Linked DNA regions of Sus scrofa: region 2 is linked to region 1. The links are chromatin contacts, called in public HiChIP or PLAC-seq maps. All regions are on one chromosome and are shown on one strand. The core of a region is the stretch at or near the end of the contact, and the rest is flanking DNA. Distances in the headings are between cores, read along the strand shown. Region 1 holds the start of DCTD (deoxycytidylate deaminase). Region 2 holds the start of WWC2 (protein WWC2).

What was found. HiChIP or PLAC-seq counts read pairs in DNA pulled down with a chosen protein or histone mark.
Region 2: a contact with region 1 is called in an H3K27ac HiChIP or PLAC-seq map of skeletal muscle. The contact joins the promoter of WWC2 here to the promoter of DCTD in region 1. A contact is called at or near these places in 1 of 47 Hi-C or Micro-C datasets (heart right ventricle) and 1 of 2 datasets of contacts at active chromatin or transcription factors (skeletal muscle).

What each region holds. Positions count from the first base shown.
Region 1 is chr15:44,488,969-44,495,581 of Sscrofa11.1, reverse strand. It overlaps DCTD (deoxycytidylate deaminase), which reads left to right and starts at 2,988. Exons shown (of 6, transcript XM_021075124.1): 1 at 2,988-3,011; 2 at 4,752-4,866; 3 at 5,250-5,385. The coding sequence starts at 4,759.
Region 2 is chr15:44,612,192-44,618,804 of Sscrofa11.1, reverse strand. WWC2 (protein WWC2) reads right to left here and starts at 3,074. Exons shown (of 25, transcript XM_003359464.5): 1 at 2,561-3,074. The coding sequence starts at 2,691.

The DNA of each region.
Region 1 (6,613 bases), core at 1,739-4,238:
GGCTCTAACACATGTATAAAAATGTATATATTGACAAGAACACTTATTTAATTTCTTCCCTAGAATTTACATTGACTTCTTTTCTGGTCCGCTCATCCCCTAACTTAAGGTTTAAGCAGTTCTCTCTAGTTGGACTGCTGCATGGGAACATAAACAATTATTTCTTTAAAAAACAGTGAAAGTGGTATTTTGCCTCTAAGGGCAGTTGTTGAGCCAGGAAAAGAAGATTTTGGTCGTGACTATCACTGGATTAAGAACAAGGATATTCTAACAGACAGATTATCTTATAATAACATTCATTGTGTTAACTGATCCAGCAACGAGGTTCATTTACTCAGCATTTATTTGGTGGGGGAGGGGTTAGGGGGTTGAAGGGAGGATGTGGGGCAGGAGGGAAGCTCTGTGAGGACATTCGTGGGTTTATCTTGTTGGTTGTTGGGATTCATAGCACCTAGCACATAGAGAATTAATTTAAAAATGATCGAATGTACAGATATTGTTGATTTTACAGTCGAGGAACAAAAGACTCCAAGGATGAAAGTAACTTCTGAAGGTCATTTGGGTAGTAAGAAGTAGAATCGGAGATCAAGTCTGGTTAGACTTTTTCCCCATGACAAACTTGACACACCCAGATGGGTGACTTTCCAGACTCCTTGCCTCTGTTTCTAGGTTGCAAGTCCCAGCCTTTCCTGGGTAAGCCGAGGTGATGGGAGAAGTGGTAGGTGATATGGTGACAGAGCAGACATCCATGAATGCCATCAAAGTCCCACCTGAGGAAACTTACCTTGACTTCTGTCTTTTTAACCCAGATCTGCCACCTTCAAGGTACTGAAATAAATTCCCGGCCATGCTACAGAGAAGACATGGATAATCCTCCAGCCTGTGAATGGAGGTGCCAAGCCAAAGCCTGTGGCATAATCCTCACAAACTGCTGATTGTGTCTACCCGTGTAAAGCCCCCTCTCCTCACACTTGATGTGGCTGAAAACATAGTAAGCCTCTGTGTCTGTGGTAGGTGAAGAAAGATCTTCAATTATAAACCAAAATACAAGGTATTAACAAGAGACTTAACACCTACAGTCACACTTGGAGTTACAAGGTGTTAATGAGCAAGATAAACCAAGGAATGCATTTTTTTCTTCCAAAGGTGCCTGAGTTCGCAGTTAGTGTGGAATAATTGAAACCTCAAGTTGTGAAACCATGAATCAGGAGGGTTTCCTGTATTATGAATGATGTCATTTTATAAGATGAGAGACTTTCAGTGAAACACGGGAACATTCAGGGTAATGTGTTTGTAGCAAGTAGGATCCTGAATTTATTGCAGAGGGGACTGTGTGAGTTGACCAAAATGGAGACTGATGAGAAGTAACTAAATTATGTATGATAGTCTTTACAGAGCAGAGGAAGGAAGAAAGCTTAATGATGTTGTGGTTGAAGGACCAGAAGCAATTGGCGATGCGTAGGTTGGAGGCTGGTAAGAAGAGAAATGGATCTATGAAGACTCAAAGACTATAGATGAGTGTGACAGGGACCTACCAGTGGATTGGGGAGGGGAAAAGAAGCAGGGGCTCAGCATATAATAAATTTTAGTGGCAACAAGACAGCCAAGTAAAGTTAACTTGACATTAAAAGTCATCATCTTAATCTACATAGCTCTTTCCAGTCTCAGTCTTCTCAAGGCAAAAAAAAAAAAAAAAAATCTATAGTTAAGGATGAAGTATTTTTTTCCCCTTTGCTTTCCCGGCATCCACTGAACACAGTACATAATTTAATTATTGAATCTACAGGCTGGACCATGGAGATGAAGAATGATGTGTCTGCTGTGGTGAGAAATTAGATAGAACCAACTGTTTATTCTCATCATTCTTCCTCTGTTAGGGTAAATTAATATAGTTAACAAGCTTTTGTTTGGATTAGAGGCTCAGATCTGGGATGTGCTGATCAGAACTCATGATCACTACAGTAGCTATTATTTATGGAGCGCTGACAGTATCCTCAAGCCCCACGTGTGAAACAGAAAGGGGTTCTTTTGTCATTCTCAGGGGTGGAACCAGTGTTCCACTAGACTTAAGGGCTATACATTTGAACAGAATAAGGAAACAAGAAAATCAGATTTAGTTCCCTAGAGCATAGAACTTCAGAAATGTCACCCAAGGTCTTTCCTATTGATCTGCACCATGTTTTTTGGTTTTGGTTTTTTTGTTTTGTTTTATTTTTTAAATAATTGTAACAAAATGTGCACAATTGCATAGCCAGCAAACATCACGGGGAAGACCGGGAGGGGTGTGGACAGTGGAGAGGGTTGAGAAGGGATCGCAGGCTTTGGCACACATCTCAGACCCTTCTACACAACTTGAGCAGGAACTGTAAAGCTGGTCAAGCAAAGCGCTTATGCAAATGCAGCTTCGAGGCATTCGAGCCTCGAGGCAGAGCTTCCCCGCCCAACCCAGTTCTCTGCCCCCAACAAACTCCTTCCCCGTGAAACTGTGAAGCTACTACAGGTCAAAATTACCCAGGAAGACATGGCGACAGAGCAGGCCCATTCCAGAGACTCAAACCAATTTTCCTTCCTTCCCCTTTCCGCTTTAGTGCAGTAGATTCTTTCGGGTCTTTTGCACAGGTAAAAGACCTCTCTCTATATAATTTCTTAATAACGGAGAGCCTTAGGTAGCAGATAGTAAAGTCAGGTGGGGGAAAAATAAATCCCCAAACCTGCACCATCAACAACAAAAACGACCTACTTTTCTGCGATCTGAAAACTGCAATGGTTTTAAGGTCAGAGCCCCGGGAGCGGCCGCCTGCCGTACCTCCCGGTGACCCGGGGTGGCCGGGCGACCGCGCAGGTCCCGCCCAGCGGCCTCGGGATGGGTTCGCGGGCTCCGGGGCTCGGCGGCCGCCGCCGCCAGATCAAAGTCAACGGTGAAACCCAAACCCCCCACAACAAAGGGGGCCAGCCGGCCCGGAAGGAGACGTTCGTGCGCTGGCCCTAAAGGGCGCCATCCGGACCTTTAGGTGGGCTGGGCGAGTTAACTGTGCGGCTGGGACAAGCGCGCAGGCGACCCTGCGGAGGAACCGCCCGCCCGGCGCGCGCCCCCCGGCCCATCCTGGGGCGCGCGGCCGCCACCTTCCGGCCACGCGGCGGCCCCGCCTCCTCTGCCGACTTCCTCCCCGGGCGCGCGGCGGGACGGCGGCGGCGGCGGCGGGGACGAGCGCCGGCCTGCAGGTCGCGGACCCTGACCGGAGGGAGGGCGGGGGCAGCGGTACGGGTCCACGTGGCGCGGCTGGGGCGCAGGGAGTCCTGGGGACGCACCATCCCGGTTGGAGCCTCCGCTGGGCAAACACGCGCGGGGCCGCGGTATTCGGTCAGTTCAAGCCTCCAGGACGCTTTCTCTTTCGCGGGAGCCGAGAGCGCCCGGTGGTTCCGGGGGGACCTGAAAAGAGCAGTCATGTGTGCGTTGGGGGTGCGTGGTTCCGACCTGGGATCGGAATCGAGGGTGGCGGGAGAAGCATGGATTGTATCCCGGCGGGTGGCTCGTCCCTCCTGTACTTCTGCCCCTGGGTTTCGGGGCACCAGCGAACGTGAAACCAAACCGAGGAAAAAAATTCCTTTCTCCTTTTTCTCCTCTCCTTGCTAACCTACTGTTTAGCAAGCAGTTAACCGGGTCTCCAGCAGAGACTACGGAGACTGACTGTTAAACCAGGTGGTAAAGTTCCAGCCAACATCGCTTCGTATTAGGAGGGTTTACAGGCTTCTCAGAATTTGGGCAATGTAATCAGTGGGTAACAGTGGTGCCCAGTGCCAGCTTGTTGGCTGCGCCCCAGTCTGGGCCCCGCCACCGTGCGGGATAGCCTAAACTTCACAGGAGATCCTGACACCCAGCTGCCGGGAAATCTCCCCTTTAGCCCAGGTGTCCAGGCTTTCTCAAGACTTCTCACTGAGAGCCATCTGGGTCTTGTGTGGCCCTCCTTCCTTGCCCTTGTTTCCTCTCCTTTGAAAGGACACCTTCCTTCCTGGGAGTTTTAAGTCCCTTCAGGGCCACTCCCTGAAGAGAGACCGCTTGCACCTGCTGGGTAGCCCAGTGTTACTGAGATCTTGCCTTAGTACTCTTGTCACACTTCATAGCTTCTTCTCATTTGGTTCATTACTCGGTATAGATAACTTCTGTCCCATCTGGGGAAAGGAAAGGCACAAATGAATATCACAGTTGGGACAGCTCCAAGTGGAATCCAGCCAGCATGGATGGATAATCATGTGATGTGATCTCAGGCGAGCCACCTAAGTTCTCGTAAGAGGAATGTTAGTTACTTTAGCTCAGAATGAAGCTTGGGTGAGATGCTATGTATCATTTTTCACCGTGTCTGAAATATATTAGATGGTCAATCAGGGTTCCCTTTCCCCTCCCTCCTGTGCTGGCTCCATTTGATGGGGGAGATGTAAAGGATGAGAGTGATTTGTAGGGCAGGCATGCGTAGTAAATCCTATGAGAAAGCAGTGACTAGATGTAATATCTGGGAATAGCCTTACAGGCTGAACCCAAACTTCTGAAATAGGAACTTAATTTCTTAATTTTTTTTTTTTCTTAAGACCAGAGATCGCCTGGGATTCAGATGCTGTCATTTCTGATTGATAAATGTACATTGAAATTGTCTGACTTTGTCGATCCAAAGTTGAAATGTGCTTGGGTTAAGCTGGAAAGCAGATTGACCAAAATGTGTTTCTCGACCGCTGTTCTGTTGTGTTTTTTTTTCTAGACTCAGCATGAGCAAAGTGCCCTGCAAAAAACGTGATGACTATTTGGAGTGGCCTGAGTATTTCATGGCAGTGGCCTTCCTGTCAGCACAGAGGAGCAAAGATCCAAATTCCCAGGTAGGTGAGTTTTACAGGAGAATGTTTGGGAATTCATTCAGTTTTACAGTCTGAATGTTTCACAAGCAGACACAGAGGTTCCCACACATCAGCCAATTATACAAGCAAGAGACTCTGTGGACACCCGCCCGCTTACGGAAGCGGAGAAAACCTGCTGTTTTTCATGCTGCACTCCTGAGTGCTCACATTTTCCTGTGAGAGAATAAATTGTCACATGCCATCATTCACTGCCTCTTATACCCAGAGACACAGAGCTCTTAGCACATCCAGAAGCTGCCTGCCGTTTGGGAGCTCCATAGGCCTCTGGTCTCTCATACTGCCTCTCTGGTGACAGGCCAGCCCTCCTTCAAAGTCACTGAGCCTTTGGGTGTGTTTCCCTGTAGGTCGGAGCCTGCATCGTGAATGCAGAAAATAAGATTGTGGGCATCGGGTACAATGGAATGCCCAATGGGTGCAGTGATGACCTCTTGCCTTGGAGGAGGACAGCAGAGAACATCCTGGACACCAAATACCCTTACGGTAGGGCATTGTTTGTGTTCCGTTCCACCTATCGGCCTAGCCTGGATGAGTGCTTAAATGTGACGGATGGTCAGGAAGCGTCATTTCCTGTTCACTTATCAACAACTGGAAAGAAGCAGCATCCTATTGAACTACCCCAATTTCCCGCCTCCCTCTCCTTAAATCCAAAGAAAGCCAGTGAGCAGAAGCATGGCAGTGGTTCCACAAGCAGTCCTGTTTTACTGCTGGCAGGCTTCTCTGCAGAGTGCCACAGCCCCTGGGGAGGCGGCTGTGAAATGGACACAGTGGCTCTGCCATTTGTTTCTTGGCCACTTGGAAGCAGAGCCAGCTAACCACGTACTGGCCAGGGCTTTGCTCTGATGAGAAGCAGGGTTCATTTCCACCTCCCAGGGGAATCTGGCTCAGGCCGATCTCTGGGATGCGGAGCACGCACTGTGAGCTGGACGTCACAGGGGTGGATGGCACAGTGGCCTCCTCCTGTTCCCTGGGCTCTGCAGTCCCAGGTGACCGGCGGTCAGACCGCAAGCCACAGGCATGGAACCGAGGACCTTTGGCCTGGCCATCTCTGGTTTCCATCTTTAAGTTAGGGAAGGATGCTGGATGCTGTTTTCTCTCTGAGCCCCAGGGAGTCTCACCTCAGAGATTATCTGGGAGGGACCAGCCAAGCCTCACCTTTCTTTTAATTCCCTGAAGAATATGCAACTACTGCCATAAAAAGATGGCGTAGGCTGGCTGCTGCTTTTTCTTAATGTTGGGACCTGTGTTTATGTCTGGAGCTGAACAGCCAGCCTCTGTCGGCAGTAAAGTGGATGAAGGCCATCCAGATGGGAAAGGCTTGCCTTCAGGAAATGAGGCTCAGGCACAATGGGAGTCTTTTCTGTTTCGTTGGCTCTTCCCTGGTAGGTTTTCCTTGAGAATACTTAGCCTAATTTATATATTTTTACTAATGTTCCTGGACCTTAATCATGTTAAATAAGCCCCATAAATTTCTTTTTAAGCTGCTTCAGGGCCACTGCTTCATTTTTGAAAGAAAAAGAAAAACCATGCCTGGAGGTGGAGAAGAATTGAGGAATGAGATTGGGGAGAACTACAAAGCACTCAGGGCTTTCAGGGAATAAAACACAGTTTAGTGATTAAGGGGATTTCATAGTCAGGTTAGCCCATTTAATTCCCCCCACCTCCCGGAGGAGGAGGAAGAATGGGATTCTGGGGTAAAGGGCAAAAATGT
Region 2 (6,613 bases), core at 1,825-4,324, 120 kb before region 1:
TTATGGATTTGCTGTTGTCACTGCTGTGGTTTGGGTCACTGCTGTGATGCGGGTTTGATTCCTGGCCCAGGAACTTCCACAAACCATGAATGTGGCAAAAAAAAAAAAAAAAAAAAAAAAAAAAAAAATCATTTTCCTTAACATAAACATGATTGGGTAAATCATCAGGGCCATCTTAATTGAATGGTTTTAAAAGTTCAAAAGTACTGCAGTTCCACAGTTTATCAAGTCACTTTTCTTTCAGGATTTGTAATTTGATCCTGGAGAAGAGACACACTCCAATTGGCCTTTGTACCATTTCTCTTTCCATATGTTTGGAAAGTGTGTAACAAAACTGACCAGAGGGAACAGTTACCCCAAATACCCTCTTCTACCATCTCTTAACACTGTTTAGACACCTCACTGCCCTAAAAGAAAACACAGTCAAATTTAAACTATGTCTATGTTGACTCTGATTTTACGGAATATCTTTAAAATTCCAATACTGAAATCCAGAAATAGTTATAACCAGCTAAATGTATAAGTACCTAAAGATCCAACAGCTTCAAGGAAAACTGAGTAAACAAATCATCTTAGTCAAAACTGTTTGTCCCCATCAAATGAACTGGTTCCCAGTTTCCTGAAAAACCGAGTTTGTGATAATTGTTAATCCATTAACAATTTAAAATAAAAGACATGCTTAACTTGTTTAAGAAGTAGTGATATAGATAAGCCAAGCCATATAATTTTATTCCACTTTCTATTTGCTCTACCCAGGCCATTAGGTATTGCTGTAATCCTTGTTGGTAAACACAAATGAGATACAATAAACATGTAAACTGAAGCAGAAAAGAATCTAGAATGCCTAAAAATTTCAAGAATGCACTGCAGTTTCAATAGCCTGACACTCCAAGTATCAGAAAGCAGAAAGAATTACAACTGTAAAAGCCAAATATTTATACAGGTGCTTTAAAAGCCACTGTTGGGTGCACACCATCATCGACATTTACTATCTGTTAAGCAGTTTCAAAGTGCAATAACTGGCTTGGAGCATGAAGTTTATGACAACAACTAAGATGTCTGGAGAGACTGTGAAGGTGTGAGGCTTGTCATAACTTTCATCAGGCCAGCAACAGGCAGCCAAGCTGGAGCAAGACCGAACCTCAGCACAGGTGCCTTTTTTCATTTCAAGAGGGAAACCTAAACCGATACCTTCATGGATAATTTAACAAGGATTGTTCCATAAATTTATAATGTCACTTGCGACTTTCTTATAATTGCTCTTTAATAGCATTCAAAAACAATATTTGTGGGTGGAAATATAAGTACAAAACTGCTCCAGCTTCAAATTGAGACAAAGCAGAGTGTTTAACAGAAGCACCTACAAAGGTTATAAACTTCTAAGGCCATATTCCATAAAAAGCTGGAAAGAAGTTTCAGAAATGACAAAAGTCCAAATGTTGGAGTTATCCTTAATGGTAAGTTATTTAAAGTTATAAACAGGAATACCTCCTTAATGGACAGTTAACAAATTTACAATTAGGAACTCCTCTCCTACTATTCTTATAATAATTTTAATATAAGAATTTTCCTTTTCAGATTAAAAAGATGGGAGAGAGAAACATTTGTGATCATTCAACTAAAACTTCGGCTCCTGAACTTCTAAGATGATGAAATGTTCCTCCTCTTCACTTCTGAGCGGGAATAAAAAGTGTGTTGCAAACTAGAAAAAAAATCATGCTAAGCTCAAGTAAGTCAACGTTCCTTGATAACCAAGGTTCCTCTCCACTGTTCATTTCACTACTTCTTACTTCCAAACAGAATCTGCCTTTTCAAGATCTGGAAGTCAGTTCAAGTTTTCAGGTGAAGACTAACACTAGGCAGCAAAACCCCAAACAAACGTTTGTAAAATCTGAGGGGCGAGGTCAATGACATTCACCGCCAGGGCCCAGCGAGGAAGGGTGCCTGGGACCCCTCCATGCCCAGGGCCTCCTGACCGGTGGCATGCCCCATCAGGAACGTGCAGCCAAGGCGGGGAGCCAAGAACAGCCAAAGAGATGCCACAGGTGGCCTGGACGGCAAGTCGGCCCCACCTTGCACTTAGGCCTCCTCCCGGGAGGCCCCGGGCCCGGCCCCGCCTCCCAGGCCCTATGTACCCTCCAGCCTCAATTTGGCCAACTTTAGGCGGAGGCGAGCTCGGAGCAGGGCTCAGGTGGTCCCTCTGGGTCTGTTAGCGGGACACAGAGTGCCTGTCCAGGCGTCAATTCCACCCTTCCCTCTGCGCCCGGAGCGTCTAAAGGTCCCAGGGCCGTCGGGAAGTGGGTGGGCAAGGGGGCCCTGGAAGGGGCGGCCCCAACCAGCCCCTGCCTGGGCGGCTGGCCGGCTGACGCAGCCCCGGCTCGGTCAGACGGTCCCGCTCCTCCTTTCCGGGACCCCTCCTGGCACCCCGGGACCGGCGACGCCCCACGCCCCACGCCCCCCTAGTCGGCGGGCGCCGCCGCTCGGCCGGGTCTCCCGGACAACAGCAGCCGCCGCGCTTCCGAGGCGGGTCCCTGCGCCCACCCGCGGCCCGGCCGCCCACCTGTCCCGGGGGTCGATCCAGCTGGTCCTCCGGGTGTTGTGGTCGATGTAGAAGACCTTGCCGTCGTAGTCCCTGGCCTCCTCCCAGCCCCGGGGTAGCGGCAGCTGCCCGCTCCCGGCCCTCCTAGGCATGGTCGGCGGCCTCGCCGGCGAGCGGCGCCTCCATAGGGACCCGGCGCGGGACGCGGCGGGAAGGCTACTGCCCGGCCCGGCCGCCGCACCGGACCCGTGTGCCGGCGAGGGGCTGCGGGGTGCAGGGCGCGGCGGGGCCACGCGCGGGGGGCGCCTCAGGAAACCTTGTTCTCGGCCCCGCCGGGGATCAGTCCACCATGTCTGCGTCGGAACAGACGATCGAACCCTCCTCCTCCTCCTCGCGGCTGCCGCCGCTGCCTCCGCCTCTTCCTCCTCCTCCCCGTCCCCCTGTGGCCGCAGAGGGTCGCGGCGCCCAGGCTGCCCCAGCCGCCGCCGTCTGGGCTCAGATCCGGGAAGCTCGGCTGAGCCGCGGCCGTGGCGGCTACGGGCCTCCTCATTTGCATGTTATTAGCATGCGCCCCGCCCACGGACCGCCCCGCCCGCCCCTCCCCTCGCTCCTCATCTGCATGCACATTCCTCGCCGCCACATTCCAGGGCTTAACCCTGCAGCTCCCGCGGCTCGCTGCGCCTGCCGGGGCGCCGGCCTGAGCCAGGGGCGGGGGAGGGGAGCCGAAGGCCAGGTGGGAGGGAAGTGGGCGAAGGAATGCGCTGCTCGCCCCTTCCCCGTGACCCCCAGTATCTCCCTACGGCCAAGCACTTCGGGTTTTTAGAGTTTCCGGACTGGAAAGACAGCTAGAGAGAAGTCTCCGTAGCGCTCTCAACCTCTTTCCGACTTCTAGGGAAACCACACGACTTGCGAGAGGAAAGGGGTGGGGACGCTCTCTTCGGAAGAAAAAGTCCCAACAAACAGCGAGGGCACAGAGGCTCCCCCATGCTGCGCCCCGCGGACCCCCAGGGCGGTCCCGGCCGGTGGGAAAAGTGTGAAAAGCCCCGCAAGCCCTTGAAGCGCGTTGGTGGCGTGTCCCGGGCGGCCTCGCCCCCGGGGCCTCTGCAGAGCTCCCGGCCCTCGGTGACCTCAGCCGACAGGCCGCGGGCCTGGTGGAGGAAAGCGAAGGCGGGTCCCGCTCTCTGGGCGCCGCGACACGCCTGCCCCAGTGGCCCGCGGAGGGGACTCAAACCTGAGTCCGAGCAGCCGCTGCTCCTCCAAACCTTCCCGCACTACCCCCCCACCCCGCTTTTCTCCGCGGATGTCGCCGCCCTCGGGCCTGGGGCGCTTCACCCGCGGGGCCCCTCTGCCGCTGGCCTCCGCCGCAGAGCTTAGCTGGACGTGGACGCACCCCATAACCAGCCCCTTCGGTTCGCTCCTGCCCCGGGAAGACCCTCACTCCGAGCCCTGCTCTGGTCTAGAAGGCGTGGGCCACCCTGCTGGAGGGGACTCCTGGCAGCCCGGCGGCCAGGCTTTCCGGGCCTCTGGATGTGACCGGGAAGGAACGTGGACTTTCCCTCATTCCACAAGCTTTTATTTATTCAGCAGCTACTATGTCCCGGTCGGCCCTGAGGAGGGGCCGGACGTCGGGCGACGGTGCGAGGAGCAGCAGGTCTGGCAGGGCCCAGACAACAGAGTGTTTTTCGCCCCCAGCCCCTGGATCTGGAGGAAGCTTCCCAGTCCACAATGACAGCTCCAGCCAGGTCTATACCAGCGTCCTCCATTCTTACCCTTCCAGATTACTAACCAGCTTCTTTTAGACTTAAACAAACAAACAAACAAACAAACAAACAGGAAGACCCCGGAGATCAGTCATTCACCTCTGGGTGTGAATTCGCCTAATCCTGCCGGCTAATGCTTAAAAGACTTCCCACCTTGTGAGGGACACAGCGGTGGGCAAGGGCTTTCAGCGGTGTGCTAAAACGTCCGCCTCCCTCTCCTGGATTCACAGGCCAGTAAGGGAGTCCAGTGGATTTGTGATTCACTGTGCTGGCTCTGGTGAAGTTGGTGTAGCGGCTGCCTTGGCGGGTGGGGATGGCCTCTGGTTCTCCAGGCTTTCGGGGCTTCTGAGGTCAACCTCGAAGGAGGAGGAGGATGGTCTTGCAGGGTAAGGACGGAGGATCAGGCTCAGAACAGCTTTACGGCGGGACTGGACTTGCCTTCTCTGGCGAGGGCCTTAGAAGAGGTTGTGTTGTCCTTGTAGAGTCAGGGCAGAAACTTTAAACACTGGAAACCCTGAAGAGCTCAGAAGGGAAAGAGCTACCAGAGGGAGCAGGAGCTGGGGAAGGGAGTCACCCAAGACAAATTCATTTACTTTGTCTTTCTAGGCGTTCCTCATTTACACCCAGGAAGCCAGGCTTTGCCCTTACCAAAGGGACATCCCCCAACCCCCACCACCTCCTGGTGCTGTGTTCAGCCCAGCTCCATTCATCAAGAAGTGATCACAGAAGGCATGCTTCTCCAGTTCCAGGTGAGCTGTGCGTGACATCCTAGTGGGTAATCTCAAGGTTGTACTTCTGAATGTTGTGCAAAAGGTGAGACTTGTCTAAAAGTAATCTCTCACATCACTGAGTGAAGGAAGTGCTTTGTTTTTGACCTACTCTAAACCGGCCCATTAACGTGGCCAAAATTCGTGTTATGGTATACTAATAACATCATTCAGCCAAGCCATTCTTCTTTAAACCTTGCTTCCTGGAGTGCTTTGTTTCCCCCAAAACAATTCGGAAACGTGTATTGTAGTAAGATGGCTACATCCTACTATTAAAAACAAAACAAAGTAATATGCTTTTTGCTGTTGTCACCATTTATTTCGTTTCACTGGGATGAACTATTGCACAATACTTCTCAGTATAATTTCAAATTTGATAAGCTTGCAGATAAATATTCTTACACAGCTTCTAAAACCAATGAGGAATCCAGAATAGCGCACAGCAGTAAATGGCATTTATTGTTCCATAAATCTCAAGACTTCAAAAAGGGACTCTAAATAGACATACAAAACTCTAAAGCAGTTAAGAGACAAACTCACTTCTTCTCCCCCACTGGGTAGCACAGGAAACATTTGGTTACACAAAAGCAGCTAAGATGACAGAAGGGAAAGTCACTCCTCTACAAGGTTTGTTGGTTTTTTGTTGTTATTTTAATTTTATTGGAGTGTAGTTGACTTACAGTGTTGTGTTAGTTTTAGGTATACAGCAAAGTCAATCAGTTATACATATGTATAACTGATTATATATATCTGGAGTATTGAGTTTATTTATATTTATCAATCACAGAGTATTGAGTAAATTTCCCTGTGCTATATAGTAGGTCCTTGTTAACTTACTGATTTTTGTATATAGTAGAATGTATATGCCCTTCCCAGCCTCCCAATTTCTCCCTCCCCTCCAACATTTCCCCTTTGGTAACTGAAAGTTTAGTTTTGAAATCTTTGAGTCTTTCTCCACAGGGTCCTTTTTTGTCTTGATCAAGTATGCATTCTGCTATTTTTTTTTTTTTTTTTTTGTCTTTTTGCCATTTCTTGGGCCACTCCCACGGCATATGGAGGTTCCCAGGCTAGGGGTCTAATCAGAGCTGTAGCCACCGGCCTACACCAGAGCCACAGCAATGCGGGATCCAAGCGTGTCTGCGACCTATACCACAGCCCACAGCAACGTGCACTCTGCTATTTTGTGTTCACCCAATTTACATAGTACCATCCCTTCAGAGAATTCCTGATGGCTAAATGATAAGATTTCATTTCATTTATATTCACATCTATAAAAATAAAATAAACATGAAGGTTATCCCTAGTTTATCAATAGATGCACTTGGATTTCCTTTGGTTCCAGTTGATCACCGGCAGAGCAGGATGATGCTGTCTGCTCTCCTGGATGCCACATTACCCTAATCTATGCACTAGTCGCTGAAGAGTCTGTTTTCTGGCCTTCAATTCCCTGTTTTCCAGGCTTTGCATTTTCTCCAGTACTAATAGTCTATGGAGATGAGCTACCATTAAGCAAAGCTCCCATTAAAGAAAGCTCCCATGTCAATGTC